Linked DNA regions of Pan troglodytes: region 2 is linked to region 1. The links are chromatin contacts, called in public Hi-C maps. All regions are on one chromosome and are shown on one strand. Each heading gives the region's core, a stretch centred on a gene start, on an enhancer-like site or on the middle of the called end of the contact. The rest is flanking DNA. Distances are from core to core; before and after follow the strand shown.

Evidence for each region. Hi-C and Micro-C count contacts between places; a contact is called where the count stands out from the background.
Region 2: a Hi-C map of stem cell-derived neural progenitor cells shows a contact between it and region 1, with 5 times the contacts expected there. The contact joins the enhancer-like site here to the promoter of SOX4 in region 1. A contact is called at or near these places in 1 of 7 Hi-C or Micro-C datasets (stem cell-derived neural progenitor cells) and 1 of 1 datasets of contacts at active chromatin or transcription factors (stem cell-derived excitatory neurons).

The regions. Positions count from the first base shown.
Region 1 is chr5:27,538,191-27,544,638 of NHGRI_mPanTro3-v2.0_pri, reverse strand. SOX4 (SRY-box transcription factor 4) reads right to left here and starts at 2,544. Exons shown (of 1, transcript XM_527244.9): 1 at 1-2,544. The coding sequence starts at 51.
Region 2 is chr5:27,679,684-27,686,131 of NHGRI_mPanTro3-v2.0_pri, reverse strand. No RefSeq gene overlaps it. Among named protein-coding and RNA genes, the nearest start is that of SOX4, 140 kb to the right of the region's middle. Within about 2 kb of position 3,456, at least 6 of the 24 cell types and tissues checked have an H3K27ac peak or open chromatin away from gene starts, as enhancers often do. A contact at or near this core is called in stem cell-derived neural progenitor cells, where this site is marked.

The DNA.
Region 1 (6,448 bases), core at 1,295-3,794:
GCCGGCCAGTAGCGCTTCCGTGTTCTCGGCATTGTTGGTTTGCTGCACCATGGCCTCGGCTCGGCGGGCGCCCACGCGCGCTCACACCCTCGCGGCGGCCGCCGCGCGATCGCCGGGCCCTCCCGGTTCCCCGGGCCAAGCACACGCCGAACGGGAAGACGCGCGCGGCGGCCGAACTGGCCCCTCAGCTCCTCGCAGGGGCGGAGGTGGGTAAAGAGAGAAAAGTCCCCAAAAGATGTGGGGAAGGAGTTCTCCGCCTCTCGCAGAGGAGTTATAGTTCCCAGGCTGGAGAGTCTCTCTCTTCCCTCTCTCTCGCTCTCTCACCGCGCTGCAGTTTGCTGTCTCTCGGCTGAGTCTGGAGACCGTGCTAAAGTAGAGCGGAGTTTCTCGAATGCTGGTTGCTGAAGCTTCCAATGCAAGTTTCTCGCGGCCTCCCAGGCAACTCTTTTTTTTTTTTTTTTTTTTTCTTTTTCCCTGAAGCAGTTGATTCCAGTTCACGAGCGCTCTCGGTAGCTCAGGAAAGCGACATAGTCTCTAGCACTTAGTCCCTCTCCTACAATGCAAAGCAAAAAAGACTGTGGCTCCAGGACTCTCTGTGGGCGGAATCGGCACTAAGGAGTTTGTGCAATTATTTTGTTGCAAGGTAGGAAGCCAAAAAGCCTGCATGCAACAGACTGGCATGAATAAATGTATGTTTCCCCCTCCCTTCTGCAAGAAGGGAGCTGGTAATGGCAGGAGTTCCTCCAGTGCAGACTCTTAAAGAGCGTGCAAGAACTAGAGACCCGACAGCGAAACAGGCCTCTTCCCCTCACACACAGTTTCTCTTGCTGCAGCTTAGAGCAGACCCCAATTCCGCCTCGCGCCTCTTTATCCTTTCACAGTCTTGGCTGCAGCCAATCAGCTGCTGTAACCAACGCTTCCTCATGCCAAACCCCTCCCCCGGGCTTCCCATTGGCTTGGAACCCGATGCAATAATAATCTCCGCGTGCAATGAGAAGCTCCAAATCTGACCTCATTCCAATTTACAGAGCAAACTTTTTAAAAGGGCTAGAAGTACAGCTGAGATTTCTGCTGCCTCTTTTTTCCTTTTGCTGTGTGTGTGTGCGCGCGTGTGTGTGCGCGCGTGCGTGTGTGTATAGTGTGTGAAGAGGATGTTAATGCATGAAATTATTAAGGGGAGAGACGGAAATGTATTCTAACCATTATGTTAGATAACAAGGGGCTTGGAACGGGGCGGGGTAAGGGTGAAATACTGTAAATGGAAGCTTTCTGCTTAAAAGCCAAGTGATTATTTTTATTAGTTCTTTTCAGCATTGGAATAAAGAATCAGCCTCTGGTGCAAAATCTGTTCCCCAGCTCTTTCTTAAAGCCAAAGCTGTAAAGGGGAAGAGAAAGCCACAAAACAATAAATCAATGGATATTGAAAACCATTAAGAAAGTGGTACCTGGACACCTGTCATCACAATTATTTTAACAACTCTAGGTACAGCACAGATGTTGATGTATTGTGTAAATCCCTTCAGAACCGTTTTTGTGCTGTTTGTGGAAGGCAGGGAAGAGGACTTTGCAATAATTGCTTACTCTCTTAACCAAGCAAGGGTCAACTATGGTTATTTAATGATTTAAACTCCCTGTAAATCCTGCATAGCCCAAACGGGGGAGCTTTCCCTTGAAACACATTAGGTAGTGCTCCGTAATTACCTCAATAGGCAGATTTCCAGAGTTTTGTATAGGATGTATAATGGCATGTAAAGGATGGAAATCGGTTTTACTTTCTAAATATTTGTTTTCCCTGTTTTCAAAATTAAAGATTGCTTCACTCTCTTCCCTCTCCTCCTCCCAAAGCCATCTTCCTCCTTTCCTTCTTATATATTTCCTCTTATCTGTTACTTGAATCGAAGGGAACTGAAAAATCAAGGCAAAGAGAAACTGTAGAAGGAGGTGATAACTGGTAGCAGAAGAGAATGGGGCCTCCGGATTCATAGTAGACCTGGCTGCTAATCCTTCTTAATGGTTTGTAACTATGGGGATGTGGCCAAGTCTCAGTTTTCCTCATCTATTATATGGGAACACTAGGAGCTACTTTATAGAGGGTTTTTATGAGGGTTCAATGAATTTGTGACTATGAAGCACCTGATGTATTGTAAGCCCTCAATGAATACTAATACCTTCCTTTCTAATTCAGATGCCAGACACACTCCTAGTAAAAGCTGCATGTTGTTCAAGAGGCTAAAACAGAATAGCCACTTATGTAAAAAAGTAATAACAGGCGGGACGCGGTGGCTCATGCCTGTAATCCCAGCACTTTGGGAGGCTAAGGTGGGTGGATCACTTCAGGTCAGGAGTTCGAGACCAGCCTGGTCAACATGGTGAAACCCTGTCTCTACTAAAAATTAAAAAATTAAAAAATTAGCTGGGCAGGGATGCATGCACCTGTAATTCCAGCTACTCGAGAAGCTAAGGCGGGAGAATTGCTTGAACCCAGGAGGTTGCAGTGAGCTAAGATTGAGCCACTGCACTCCAGTGTGGGTGATAGAGTGTGACTATCTCAAAAAAAAAAAAAAAAGTAATCACAGATCATTGATGTGAACCATAGAAGGACAATAGTGGCAACCCTGCCATTCCATTGATTTTAAAAGAAAGAAACTCCATGAAGAATACTAAGAAGAATGTGGCAAAGAAAGGATGCCAAGGTATTCAAAATAAACGTTGGCTACAGAAATTACTTGTTTTCCAATGTCTGAAAATTAGAATTGTAGTAAAAATCAGCTTTCCTTAACACTATAATAGGAAACTAATATTCTTCAGGCTAACCATAAGTGGTTAGGTAAAGTCAATCCAAAATAATTAAGTCAGCTTTTGATTCAGATTAAACTAGTGCTGGGTAGTAAATTTCTATGTATCTTGTCAAACTTTTAAAGTATGTAGGCTGGCAATAGGCCCAGGTTGTCAGACTTAGAATTTTACTGGAAAGAACACCCTATGTAGCCATCTGACTGGATCTGTAAGGATCAACCACAAGCAAAACTGTTTTTGTGGGTAAAAGCAAATAATTTTTGACGATTAGCTACTTGTATTACATAATTTTTTTAAAAAAGGAGAAACAAATCCTTAAAAAAAGAAAAACCCAAACCAAAAACACACAGGCACCTTTTTTGCATAACAGTGTTGCTGTGTTATATACTTCATTTTCTCTGGTGTGCATAGAAACACATCCTTAAATGTTACCAATCTGACAAAAAAAAATTATTTTAAGAGGGCTGTTATCTATAAGATCAATATTTTCACTAGGATAAAAAAGAATATTTATTTTTGAATTTGTACTAATGATTTGAGGGTGTAGCTAGTTTGATAATTCAGTCAAGTTGAGTATCAACATTATTGATTATATTTCTCAGTCATTTATGCTTCCATCATCGAATATGATAGGGAAGAGTGGAAGTTAAAGCAGTCATATATGTTTCTGCTTAAAACACATGGATTTTTTAAAGGGTGTACTAAAACACAGCCACTGGCCTCATTCTTTTGTTACATGTATTTTCTGTATTTCAACAAATCCAACAAATTTTAAGACACACCATTATATTACATTCCACCAAGGAAGAAAGCTGCCAATGAAACTGTGATATCCCCCTAGATGTAGGATGCCTCCTTATTTCAGGAAGAGTTGAAATGAAAAGAAAAATTTCCTCTTAGACTTGATGAAATATGGTATCAGTAACTTCCATTGACTTTATAATTACTGTATATATATTTATATATTACACAAGTGCCTAGACTTCTGAAATAGATCTGTTCTAATGGGTTAGTTCTCTTAGAATGTAAGAAAACATATGACGAATGCCCTTTTATTAAAGTCATCTTTGTGACCAACTAAGTGTGTGCACACTGGAATGTGTTGGACCTCTCAATACCAAATAATGAGAAAAGATTTCTCCCTTCTCATTCCCTAACTTCCTATGCTCTGTAATCAGTTCTCCATTACTGACATTTTTTTCCCCAAATACCAGATATTTGGTGGCCCCTACTAAATCAGTACGCAGTGTTCCCTCTGCTGGCTTTGCAGTACATGAAGTAATTCTTAATGCTAGTCTTTTAGCTGTATTAAGAGAAAGCCAAGATAATTTTGCAGAAAAAAAAAATCCTGGTTTAGAATAATAAACTGTCTTTGTTAGCAATGATGTTAGACATTTCCAATTTTGAATTAGGTATTTTATTTTATTCCCTTAAATGATGGAATTCCATTTGAGATGTAAGTGTAATATCTGCTAATGCATTTCTTCTGCTCTCACACATCTACACAACATAAAATCTCACATCCATACAATGGTATGGGGCATAGATGAAATAAGATTCTATTCCACTGCTTAATATATTCCTTTGGCATGGAGGGAGGGACCTGAATGGAAATTAGTTTAACAAATCTGGATTTGCACTGATTTGCAAGATTTTGCCTTGCCTTGGTTATAGAAACTATGATTGTAGGCGCTAGTCAGACCTGACAAGTATTCAGTTCAAATAAAATAAAGAGGAGGAAAAACTGTGTAGTTGTTACTTTACCTGACAAGGAAGAAGCCCTGGGAAATCTGATGTCATTGGCCTTTGTCAACTGAAAGGCGCCAGTTTTTTTGGGTCCACACTTTATGGAAAAGAAGCCTCCATGTGAGGCTGATTTACTTCTCAGTCAAGTAGACAAACATAACTTGCACTTCATCCTTTTGGGCTGATGACATTGCATTGTAACTGGGCTCAGCGCGTAATGGGGGTGGGGGTGCGTGCATTGAAAAATAATATATGGAAATAACTCATATTTGCAAAATATCAAAATAGGATTCTGGGGTAAATGAAACCTAGCATTTATTTTTATCACTAGAATAAGCTAAGAGTTAAGAAACCTGCATTTGTAACAATTGTACCATTTTCCTCTCATAACCAGTGACTAGCACACAGTAGGCTTAAGCTGTTCATGCCAATGCCAACTCATTATTCCTTTCCTTCGATTTTCTCAAGAAAACAAGCAGAAGACGAATGTTTGCAGGGCCACTTGGATTGCAAGCATGAATACAGGCTTCTGCTTCTATTCTAGAGGCAGAGAGGCACGGCACCCGGGGAGAGCCTGGGTTTGTCTGCAGCCAGCCGGCTCCCAATCTGGGGAGAAGCAGCCGCCAGGTGGCATCGCTGAGCCTCCCTGCGCCCGCGAGGCGAGGTAGGAAATCGTGGGGATAGTCAGTCTTCTTTCTTCTCCCCCTTCCTCCTCTCCCGACCCCCCTACCACTCCCTACCACTGTACCTTCTTTAGTTAGAGGCTTAAACGCTCAACGAGTAACAGGGTATGTCGATGAATTCTGATTTTTTTTCATAAATCAAAGTTTAGGGCAACCACCCGCCGCCTCCTGCTCACTTGTCAGGAGCTCCGGGTGACTGGGGAAGCCTAGACCAGCTTCCTGTCTGGATCAGGTAACCCAAGTCGGGGGATTATCAATTTCAGTTTCCCTGTCTTCTTGCTAAAGTGAATGCAGTTTCTCCGGCTTCCGAGAGCGGCTGCAGAGAAACGACGCGCCTTACTTAAGGACGCCAGTGCAAAGGCCACTCCCTACTCAAAAAAAAAAAAAAAAAAAAAAAAAAAGAGGTTTCCTTCAGGCAGAACGCCTTCCGGAGCGCAGCGACTCGGTCTCGCAGGCACAGCGCTCTCCCTGGCTTAAGCTCGCCGAGGATTAATGGTGCTCAGCCTCGCTCCGCCGCGGCAGCCGAACCTCTCCTTTCGCTTACAGTTACAGGGAGGAAATAAATTGGAATCGACTCAGACTGTGCTTTCTGGAGGAAAGTCCTTCCTACTGTAAACATGTTTCAGGCGATCCTGTCAGCAGCATTTTAACACCCGTCTTCCGTTTAGGTTTTACGACCGGGGAAGGAGCTGAAGACACGCGCGCGCACACACACACAAACGCGCGCGCACACGCAGCCCAAGCGAGGACACCTCCCGCACCCTCGCGGGCTCCCAGCCCTCCTTTGAATTTGCAACCGGTCGCGGATAGGTTGGGGGGGTCGTTTCCCAGGAGCTTGGCTCCTCTATCCTCCTACCTCATCCCCTGGCCCTTGGAGATGCTGTCCAGTTCCGTCACTGACCAGAACTGACAGCCACTTGGCCCCCTGCTCTCTTGGGTGCCCAGCATCCTTTGCTCTGGACGACTAAATGCTCTCTGTGAGCCTTGCTTGGATGGTACGGTGCGCGCTGTGCGTGTGGGACCCACTCTTCGGCAGGCACACGACCTTCGTACACCGGCTGGGCAACCACCCACTTCATCCCCTCCCCGGACCCCGCAGGCTGAGGCCCCATTGAGAGCGCAGCTGCAGCGTCTCTTTCAGGAGGGCAGAGCAGGCTGCGCGTGCACGGCGCGCGGGGGGAGGAAAAGGGCTGAGAGCTGAGGGAAGTCGACAATTGATTGCA
Region 2 (6,448 bases), core at 2,207-4,706, 140 kb before region 1:
TATGGCCCGTGGTTTGCAAAAGATTTATTTTCTCTTACACTTGAAATCTAGAAATTTCCTGCTAAGTCATACAACTTCAAACATCCACCTTTCTCTGGAGACTACACAAATAATCACTACCCAAAGCCAAGTATATCCAAAATGGCCTGTGATATTTCAGAACAAAGGATTCATAAGTAGGAGTTCAAGGATGAATCCACCATTTGAAATTGTATGAAAAAAATCTAATGTGCAAGTGAATATATGGGTTTTTTTTTTTTCCTTTTGGGGTAACATTCTATTGCTTTCAAGAAATTTTCAGAAGAGGCTATGAGACAGACACACACACACACACACACACACACACACACAGAAACACATAGACCTAAATGAAATCCTAATTTTAGTGAAACATTTTTGTACACAAATGTGACACAATTTCTATTTGTCCAATAAAACCTGTTAAATGTTTCAAAATCTTTTACCACATCTTTTAACTTAAAATATGATTAAAAGGTCTACCTTGCCAGACCAGTGCAAGAAACACAATGACCACAGGAGAAGTAGCAAAGAAAGAGAAAAAAACACCTCCAAATATTTTATGCCTGGAAAACTTGAATCATGAAGAAGATGAGAAAAAAAAAGTAGGTCATTGTAACTTGACATTCAGAAATAAGCAGCAACATTTTATTCTCACTGACCTGTAAGTCACCCTCCAGCTCCGAATTTCATCACTACCTTACAAAAGGTTCCTGAACTACCTCAGCATGGCATCTGCTATATAATCTTCTAAAACTAACATTGGGAAACAATTTTTTTTTTTGAGACAGAGTCTTACTCTGTCGCCCAGGCTGGAGTGCAGTGGCGTGATCTCAGCTCATTGAAACCTCCGCCTCCCCGGTTCAAGTGATTCTCCTGCCTCAGCCTCCCAAGTAGCTGGGATTAAAGGCACCCACCACTACGCCCAGCTAATTTTTGTATTTTTAGTAGAGACAAGGTTTCACCGTGTTGAACAGGCTGATCTCAAACTCCTGACCTCAAGTGATCCACCCGCCTCGGCCTCCCAAAGTGCTGAGATTACAGGCGTGAGCCACCGCAGCCAGCCAGGAAACAATTTTAAGAACATAATAACTATACTTAATTCCAAAAATTAATAAGGAGAATGTATGCTGAATAATAATGTGGTGTGAGAGTCTGTGGAAAGACGTACTTGGGTTTGTTTTAAATGAATTAAATACATAAGGCTACCACAGACCTTTACCTACAATGCAATTTATATGGTAGCTGGGCGCGGTGGCTCACGCCTGTAATGCCAACACTTTGAGAGGCCAAGGGGGGTGGATCACCTGAGGTCAGGAGTTTGAGACCAGCCTGACCAACATGGAGAAACCTCGTCTCTACTAAAAATACAAAATTAGCCGGCCATGGTGGCGCATGCCTGTAATCCCAGCTACTCGGGAGGCTGAGGCAGGAGAATCACTTGAACCTGGGAGGCAGAGGTTGTGGTGAGCCGAGATAGCGCCACTGCACTCCAGCCTGGGCCACAAGAGTGAAACTCTGTCTCAAAAAATAAATAAATAAAATAAAATAAAATTTTATATGGTATAGCTTGTCTCAAAAGTGGAATTTGTATGTGGAGAGCCCATTTTAAATGTGTCCTGCATTTTTATCTGATACTATAGCCACTGGGGATTTATTTGCTTTCATCATTAGTTACCTGACATCCTTTCTGCATAAATCCAGATACAAAAGTATCTCTTCTGGTTCTGTTATTTGCTGCTGTAGTTTCCATCTGTAGTGCTAAGATCCATCCCTTATTTTATCTTGGACACCAAGCAAGCTTCTTTTCTTCACACTCTAGTCTCTTCTCAACAGCTTCACAAGGGAATCTCTGGGTTGCTTCAAACGCATCTAACACTTCTTTCCAATTATTTATGTTGGTGACAAACTCTTTCTCACCAACTGTCTAGGGTCACTCAGAGGTACTTGATTTGAAAAAGCATTCGGTTTCCTATCCAATATTTTGGTACCTCTCCAGCTCCCCACTTCAGCTCTGCCGATGTTAGCACATTGTTGAGCAGAACTTGCCTCTTCCATTTTATCTGATATTGGCTATAACATCCATATGCTGAGTTGCTTCCACATTGGTTCTCATATCTGAAGATTGTTAATATCAGCAACAACCCTTAAAAAAAACCCTGTTGCTTTTTAAAAACCCTGAGCACTTATACCACAGAAAGGACCCAATCCCAGATATGCCACTTATTATCAGTGAGACATCTGAGCAGGTCTCTTAACCCCCTCCCTGAACTTCTTTTTCCTGTCTGTAAAATGGGGAGAATACCACCTTCCTCACTACGTTGTGAGTATTAAATAGGTTCGTGCATGTGAAAGGTTTAGCATAGACACTGGCTGCCCCAAAGCCAGTGCTCATAAGTGTTAGGTACTTATTTATTCTGAGAGCAAAGTCTTAATTATCTGTGGATAGAGAGGTGAACATTAGCATGAAATTGTGCATTTTTTTTTAGGGGAATGGAAACAATTTGCATTTTAAGAGCAAGCAAGCATTTTTGTTTAAAAATATCGAGGGCATATTGTTACAAGCTCCTGCTCTGCAGGGACACTGAGCCCTTCTAAGTTCTTTCCTTTTCCCAATTTTGTTTTTTCCTCCTCTCTGTGAATGAAAACAGCACATAGAGAAATGCTTTGTAAATGCTACAGCAAGCTGACCATTTATAAGGACTCTAGAGAAAGTCCTAGGGCAAACTGGTTGCTACATCTAACCCCTTGAACAGGCTGACAAAAGATTTAAACTGTAGCAGCCATGTGAGAAACACACATGTGGTTTTAAAATATTTGAATTCCATTGTACAGTTCTTGGTAAAACCCATGCAGACCAAGGAAGCTGACACATTCAATAGAAGACATGGGCCTCCGTTGTGTCTGTGACCCCTCCAGGTATTTTAAGCACCAGAATCAAAGTACAGAAATAAAAACAAACAAAAGCCCAATATCTGTCCATGCCTGGTCTTACCAAAAAAAAAAAAATTGTTTTTTTAAAAAATAAGTCTCTTATGGGATGACTGTGGACTTATTTAGCCCATTCAGCAGGATTTTTTACTAAGCTACAATGCAAAAGATTTATTTTGTCATTGTCCAACACCAACAATTGAGGAAACTCAGCCTAGTGCAAAATCCCCAGGAGAAACAATCTGCAATTTAATTAGTGAATAACTGAAGCAATTTAAATACAATTCCAGGCATTTTTTAAAGTAGTATTTGAATAGACAGCTGCTGCATCTACTAAGTGTTTAGGCAAAGCACCATAATCCCTGATCCGATGAGATGCCCAAGGTTATGAACACGACTGTCTGTTGTCAGGGCAAGACCCAGAATTTAAAACAAAACTCCAGAAATCCTCCCTCAATGCCTGCTCCATCCCCACAAAATAAAGAGATCGCTAGCTAAATAGCCAGCCAGCCAGCTAGCTAGGTAGATAGATAGATAGATAAAGAAAACATTAGTCACAGCCTTTTGAAGCACAGTAGAATGGAGACAGAAAAGGATTTAGAGTCCACAGCACTAAGCTGGAGTCCTGATTTGTTCATTACCTTTTTTCTGTTACTACTTCAAATTCCTCATTTATAAAATGGGAATATTAATGCCTATCTCACATGAGTTTTGAATCTTCAATGAGAATATAAGAAAACACTATATAAATGTTACTTGAAGATGTTGAAATGTTAAAGAAACAGAAAATATAAATTGAATTAGAGATATGTCACTACTGCACCTTCTACATAAGAACTTTATTGTTTCAGCCTTTTTTTTTTTTTTTTTGATGGAGTCTCACTCTGTAGCCCAGGCTGGAGTGCAGTGATGTGATCTCGGCTCACTGCAACCTCTGCCTCCCAAGTTCAAGCGATTCTCCTGCCTCAGCCTGCGGAGCAGCTGGGACCACAGGCGCGTGCCACCACGCCCAGCTAATTTCTGTATTTTTAGTAGAGACGGGGTTTCACCATATTGGCCAGGCTGCTCTCGAACTCCTGACCTCGTGATCCACCTGCCTCAGTCTCCCAAAGAGCTGGGATTACAGGCGTGAGCCACCGTGCCTGGCCTGTTTCAGCTTTAAAGATTTATTTGTACATACAAAATATTTTGCCATGCCCAGTTGCAGTCTTGCAAGATGAAAAGGGTTCTGGAGATGGATGGTCTTGATGGTTGCACAATGATGTGAATATACTTAACACCACTGAACCGTATGCTTAAAAATGGTTCGAATGGCAAATTTTATGTTATGTGTATTTTATCACAACTTTAAAAAATTATTTAAAAGCCTTTTACCGTGATAAAATCCCCTGGCAGCAAGAAAGAAATCCTCTTCCTTTAATGTTTAACTTGGTCAACTGAAAAAGCGAAGAACAAGGGGCTGAGGATCCTAGATGTGCCACAGAGTATGAGCACACTGCAAAGGCATGTACAAATTCTAGGACCTCGGCCAAACTTCCCAAAAGGACTTTTTTGTTAACCTTTGTTAATTGCAAACAAAACCGATTTCAAAATAGAGGTGCCCACACGTTGGTTGCCAAGCCCTCAAACACCCATGCTTTGCACACTTTAAGGGACAGGAATGGCATTTGTGCTATGAGTACTAATGAATACAAATACTTGAAATGATTCAATAGTTTACATCTGAAAACATTTCACAGACTCTCAGTATATGCTGCAACAAGTGCATTAAACATAAGAAGAGCCCCCAAAGAAGACCAAGAATCCACATTAGAACTCATATCCTTCAAGGAGGGTGGACATTCCTGTTCTTGGGGCAGTTAGAGAGGTGTCATATGAATCCACCTATAATTACAAGTCCAGACACAGAAACAGCTACAGGCAGCAGAAGGGAGACATGGTTAAGCATCACTGAAAAGGAGCTCCCAGCAGTCTCAGCTCTGTTACCACCCACCCGCTGGGTTACCTTGAGCAAATCACCAAAACTTTCAAGGCCCCTGTCTACACATCTAGCTCTCAGTGACTCTTTGCTCTATTCTAAGCTTGGCCAGGGAGATCTAATAACAATTTATTAACCCTATGCATTACAAAGTGCAGCTATGAGGAAAAGAAAGAATATTTGAAAAAGAAAAAAAAGAGGGGTGGGCATGGTGGCTCACACCTGTAATCCCAGCACTTTGGGAGGCTGAAGTGGGTGAATCACTTGAGGTCAGAAGTTCAAGACCAGCCTGGCCAACATGGCGAAACCCCATCTCTACTAAAAATACCAAAGTTAGCCGGGTATAGTGATGCACTCCTGTAGACCCAGCTACTTAGGAGGCTGAGGCAGAAGAATCACTTGAACCCAAAAGGCAGAGGTTGCAGTGAGCTGAGGTTGCACCCCAGCCTGGATGACAGAGTGAGACTCCATCTCAAAAACAAAAACAAAAACAAAACAAAAAAACACACACTAAACTAAACACCATGATAACAGGGAGATAAGAAGAATCTAAATGACCAAGGCTGAACACCAACAGCTCAAACAAATACCAGGAAAAAGCACCTGCAATAAAGACACACAGCACAGCTGCCATTAGCGAAATGCTAAGGCAACGGAAGCTCAGCTTTTGAACGCAGCATAGGACACAACGCCCCCACCTCCGTGCTATCTTGGAAGTCAGCGGAAACCTCAGCATCCACAGGAACCTGGGCCAGAACTGCGGCCCAGCCCTGAAAATTCTGCAAACTGTCTCCACGATTGGAACAGAGATTACAATGGTACTAGTTCAGGGCAATCGGGTGAGGGAAGACAGTATAACTTAGTGAAGGTCTAAATTACAAAATGGGGCCCGGCACGGTGGCTCATGCCTGTAATCCCAGAACTTTGGGAGGCCGAGGTGGATGGATCACCTGAGGTCAGGAGTTCGAGACCAGCCTGACCAACATGGAGAAACCCCGTTTCTATTAAAAATACAAAAATTAGCCAGGCGTGGTGGCGCATGCCTGTAATCCCAGGTACTCAGGAGGCTGAGGCAGGAGAATCGCTTGAACCCAGGAGGCAGAGGTTGCGGTGAGCCTAGATCATGCTATTGCACTCCAGCCTAGGCAACAAGAGCGAAACTCTGCCTCAAAAATTAAATAAATAAATAAATTACAAAATGGTTTATCATCACACATTTCTTTACATACTCTATGTTTTAAACTAAGGTATTAATAATGTTGTAAAATAATTATTTTCATCTAGTCCAAAGTGGGATATTTAATATTAATAGTACACAAAAGGATGAGCAAATCCTCTACAATAAAATAATTGATACACTTAAAAGTTGATGTCAAACTAAAAGACCTTCAACTATTTATTAGATACTTCCTCATTTTATATTTCCTTCGCGTGAAATTTCAAACTCTAAGACACTAGGAAAGTTGCTGTTTTTAATTGGCTAGCGTTCTCTATCAATGAATAAATGATCACAAGTTGCAA